Linked DNA regions of Gossypium hirsutum: region 2 is linked to region 1. The links are chromatin contacts, called in public Hi-C maps. All regions are on one chromosome and are shown on one strand. The core of a region is the stretch at or near the end of the contact, and the rest is flanking DNA. Distances in the headings are between cores, read along the strand shown.

Evidence for each region. A called contact is a pair of places that touch in the nucleus more often than the background predicts.
Region 2: a Hi-C map of leaf shows a contact between it and region 1, with 2.1 times the contacts expected there. The contact joins the promoter of LOC107950182 here to the promoter of LOC107942198 in region 1. A contact is called at or near these places in 5 of 34 Hi-C or Micro-C datasets (leaf and petal).

The regions. Positions count from the first base shown.
Region 1 is chrA03:435,744-438,450 of Gossypium_hirsutum_v2.1, reverse strand. LOC107942198 (cocosin 1) reads left to right here and starts at 1,385. Exons shown (of 3, transcript XM_041104536.1): 1 at 1,385-1,814. The coding sequence starts at 1,619.
Region 2 is chrA03:590,826-593,695 of Gossypium_hirsutum_v2.1, reverse strand. It overlaps LOC107950182 (DNA-directed RNA polymerase I subunit rpa49), which reads right to left and starts at 1,540. Exons shown (of 4, transcript XM_016884977.2): 1 at 939-1,540; 2 at 26-172. The coding sequence starts at 1,385. LOC107950189 (ubiquitin carboxyl-terminal hydrolase 20) reads left to right here and starts at 2,249. Exons shown (of 8, transcript XM_041104588.1): 1 at 2,249-2,870. The coding sequence starts at 2,531.

The sequences.
Region 1 (2,707 bases), core at 136-2,635:
CAAAATAAAATGATAATTTTTATTATTTTAATTTTTTTAATGATACCATTAATTGTTTTTTAAGTATAATTATGCTAGGACCACGACATATTAATAGAAATTTTAGTATCATAAATTTTAAACTTAATATTATATATAATGATGTTTTGACACGATTAAATGTAGATTTAAACTCGATGTAATCTATCCGAAACTAGATTTTAAAATTAAAAAAGTTTCAACCTTATCGAATTGAATCGAATCGTGTTTTTATCGAATTGAATCAAATCGTGTTTTCATCCCTACTCAAAATATTCTATTATTTTATGATTATTGATTCATATGTTTAACCAAACCTAGTAACAAGCAAATAGTAGAAGCATTATTTATGATAGCATCCTGAACGTGCCTCATTCAGTGTGATTGTCGACCCCGTTGTGTTGTCTTTGTCGGTTTGATTGTTACATATCAATAATCAAACGTATTTTTCAAATTTATAAATTTTATTTTCCTGTATTATGTGCTAACTCAAATGTAACAGTTAAATTTGTTTCGTTAAATTAGTGTCATTAGTTCTGTATTATGTACAAAGTTATAAATTTAGTCCACGTTTACCAATTCATGTTCAAGATTCGTGACTACTCATCCCAACAATGTTATCTTCAATGTTCAAACTACGTTATCTTATTGAGAGTACAATGTACCTTACCACTGTAACCGATACTTATTAGTGGATATAAGGCACATGTCATGAAGTAATAGTGAAAAAGAAAAAACTTTGGGCAGATTGAATTCAGGTTTTGTATGAAATTTTAAGTTCAAGTTTAGAATAAATCTATCTCGCCTAGTTGCCATCACTACTAAAAGTAAGGTATTCAATATTGTATCGATGGGCGTATCGTTTTTGCCTTGGTACAAATATATACTGGTATTGACATGTTTGATGTATCGTTTTAAATTTATTGATATTTTAAAATAATTTTCACACATATATTTCTAATCTAATTATTAATTTAAATATTTTCACATGCATATTTTAACTTTTAATTTCTTAATAAATTATATATTATCTTGTTAAAATAATAAATCAAACATTATAAACATGCAAATATATTACATATAAATTTTAAAATTATTAATTAGGTTTGATAATTTAATTTAATAATTATTAATTTTAAATGTAATTATAGGAAAACTAAAATGGTTAAGATAAAAAAAATTAAAAGTTAGTTTAAAAAATGAAAAAAAATTTATCAACTAGTACATGTCGATACACATTTGTACAAGTCGATATTAATTAAACACTAAACTTGAAACACATAAAATGGTCTAAAAATTTTTGACCCGTACAAAATTTAGACTACTTGATGTCGGTTTAAAATCGAAACAATTTCGGTATGATATTGAATACATGTATAAAAGCCTAATTTTTCTCATTTAAACTGTTCGTCTAATGGCTTTTTATCCTTTTTTAAGTGTTCCTCATTTTTCTCATTGAAATTCATTACATGGTTGTAATTACCAAATTGACGTTTATACTGAAAAGCTACTCAATGTTTCCATCTCTCTCTCTATATATGGGTGTTCATTGTATTTTTCATATATAACTGATTTGTAGAATTAAGGTAAGGTAAGAAAAATGAACATGGACTTGTCTCCCAAGTTTCCGGCAACGTTCACAGAGACTGAAGCAGGCGTGTACTACCACTGGGCAGCTGCCGATTCTCAAGTCCTTGGTGAGGCCAAAGTTGCAGCTGGTAAGCTTGTGTTGAAGCCTCGGGGCTTTGCTCTTCCTCACTATGCCGATTGCTCCAAAGTTGGTTATGTTCTTGAAGGTGAGTCTTGAGTGGGTAAATTCTATAATGGTCCTTGTAATATGTGTTTTTTTCGGATTTAGTCCCTCTATTATTATTTATTATTTACTCATTTCTTGCCCCTCAATGTGTATGTTTAGTTTTGATTTTTTTTTTCTTTTAATTCTTTCAAATCATTTGACAAAGCTTTTTTTTTTTAAATGCAATGACATGGCATATATATCTTTGCATTTCTTTTCATAATTTAAAGGAAGACAAAAAGAAAAAAGAAATGATATTTGTCCAGCTGCAAAAAAAATTAAAGTATGAATGTCACATTACAATATGTTCACATAAAAGCTAGATCAATTTATTTGGTTGAATCAATGAGGAAAAGTTTGCCCGAGGACTGAAATTGAAAATACAAATTTTAAAAAAGTATAGGACAAAAAAAGATAAAATTACAGTAGAACTAAATCTATCAAAATGTGTAGTAAAAGGATCTTTTATATAATTAAAATGACTATGTGAACTGTTGCGGCCAATAAATCAAGTATTATCCACAATTACAAAAGCATAAAGTTTGGTTTAAATATCAAGTCCAAACTAAAGCTCTTCATCCCTGTTAAGCCATATGCGGTATAATGCATTCACTAATCTATTTACCGATCTCTTACCGATCGGGTAGTCAGATTAGAAACTGGTTGGTATATGAATCCAGATAAAGAGATTGAATAAATTTCTGAGTGAACCTCTCTCAACTGATAAAATTAGAAATTGAAATGAAAATTGACAATTAAACTAGTTGCTATAATTTTTGTAGTTATTTATTTAATTATTGTTGAACTTAGTGTCAAATTGATTGAGTCAGAAATTGATAATCTAATGAATTCAACCATCAATCAGGTTCTTACAATATTAACATTACTTTTGAT
Region 2 (2,870 bases), core at 291-2,790, 160 kb before region 1:
ACCAAGAAATACGAAAAGGCCAAACCTTCTTTCTCTCTCTCTTTGTTCCGTAAAGTGCAGTAAGCTCTCCCAGCTTGTCCATTCTATTGGCAGTAAGTTCACTCTTTGTGGAATTCGAAGCTTCTTCATTAGCAGTCTCGGCAGTTCTAACTCTCGGTTCCAATCTAAATATCTACAATTAAATCACGCAAAGCCAATTACATTAACTAAAAACCATAATAAACATCTTGTTCGATAGCAACATGATTTCCCTTACCACAAACATCTTCATTATATAACTTAAGGGCCAGTAGTTACACAAATAAGAGAATACACATATACACATACATCTCCATTATATAACTTAGGGCCAGTAGTTACACAAATAAGAGGATACATACACATACACATACACATACACATACACATACACATACACATACACATACACATACACATACACACACATACACATACCTCTCCATTATATAACTTAAGGCCAGTAGTTACACATACACATACACATACACATACACATACACATACACATACACATACACATACACATACACATACACATACACATACACATACACATACACATACAGATACACATACAGATACACATACACATACACATACACATACACATACACATACACATACACATACACATACACATACACATACACATACACATACACATACACATACACATACACATACACATACACATACACATACACATACACATACACATACACATACACATACACATACACATACACATACACATACACATACACATACACATACACTATATAACTTAAGGAACAGTAGTTACACAAATAAGAGAATACACATACACATAGACATACATCTCCATTATATAACTTACAGCTAGTAGTTATACAAATGAGAAAATACACATACATACATATACATAGAAAAAATGTTACCTTATTAGTAGCAATAGGGATAATTTTGAGAGTCCCAGCCTCTTTATCAAGAACCCCAAGTGAGTACCTACAAACTTGTGCAGCAGCAGCCTCACCTGTAAAACTTGACCCAACAAAATCCACATTTGACCCACCAGGGCTAACCACAACTTGAAGCCTATTACCCTTTCTTTGAGCCATGTTTCTATAAACCTTGACCTTCGGGACCTTGGGTGAGTTGTTCTGGTTATTGGGTTCTTCTTCATCTTGTCTTTGTTGAGTTTGAGGGTTGTAACCAGATGGGAAATAAGCAACTAAAGGTGGAATCTTGTTTGGTTGGTCTTGAAAAAGTTGGATTTTTACTTGCAAATTCTCATGTTTTGCCCCACCAGGATTTTGATTATCATCTCTGCTCCTCTTTTTGGATTTTTGTGTTCTTGATTTTGAAGCAGATGGCTGTTTATCCATGGTGATCGCCTAATAGGGAAAAATAACCCCTTCCTTTGAAAGAAGAGAGAAGAGTCCGGCTATGGAAGTGTGGAGAGAAAATAATGGAAAAGGAGAGAGTATCAATCAAAGATAAAAATTGGGTATTTTGATCTTAGGGTTTATTAATTAGGGGTTGGATAATATTTTTGGGTTTGGAACAAGGAAAATATAGGCTTCAAGCCCAAACTTCATTTCACCTAACTCAGTTTTATGGGTCTTAAATTGTCCGACACCAACTATTCAAAAATTTTAAAAAAATTACTATTTAATATGTTATCTTTAAAATTTTGATTGATATGCCTACCATTTTTTGTTGGGTTTATCAGTTTAGGATATTTGGGCTTGAATTTGGGTTTATCGATATAAGCTAAAAAAATTATTTGGGTGTTATTTTGGTTAAACTCGATTTTGATATTTTTTAATCAGTACAATTGGTTTTGATTTTTGGTTCAATAATATTGTCTAAATTGATACAATCATTAAGCTTTTTTAAATTGGACCGATGTTTGAATCAGTCAAATTATTATTTTTGTTAATTTATTTAAATAAATCATTAAAAAAATTAATAAAACTAAAAAATATTAAAAATCGATTCAACTAGTTCAATCGTTAATTCAACAGGTTTATACTAATTCTCAACTCATCCGATCTAAAATATTTATCCGAATCAATACCCCAATCCACACCTAATCAAATTTAAATAATATTGAAACGATTTTATAATAAAATATAAAAAAGAAATCTCACATTTTATAATAATTTTCTTTAACCGACAAAGCTGAAAAGGGAAACAAAAAAATAACCCTAAAAAAAGAGAGGGTTTGACCAAAACTCAAAAGTCAAAACGATCTGTTCAGTTCTCTCTTTTTATTTACCTTCTACAGTAAGCAGTCTATTTTTTATACAGTCAATGGAGAAGAAAACCAAAGAAATGGCGGCTTAAAAAATTTCCCTCCCCCTTTCAAAATTGTTCTCCAAGAAAACCCCACTATTCTTCTTAATTATTCCAGCAAGATTGGGGATTCCAAAGTTCGTTTCTTTTGGAGATACATAATTCTTAATCTCCCCGAAACTCCTTTTTTTTTCTGTCGAAACTCATTGCAAGCTTTTATCACCGTCTTTCTATGGAAACCCAAACGTATACTGATAAACCAAATGATCCTTCTCCCTCTCAAATCGATCAGGTTCCGTCTCTAGTGCCCGATTCTTTATCTGGGTCATCATCTTTTTCTCCAATGGTGGCTGTTAATGATTCCCTTGATCTTGCCACCATGTTAGAAAGCTTCCTCGAAGATGAAACGGCGGTGAACCCTGAAGGTCTGAACGTGCTTCCGTTAACGTATCAACAACCCCCTTCGTCTTCTTCTGATGAATACGAATTGTCTCAGATCCTAGCTTTACTCCCTTATGATTCTAAGCAACCCCATGATCCTTGGGTTCCTTCTAATGAAGGTTTTAGAATTG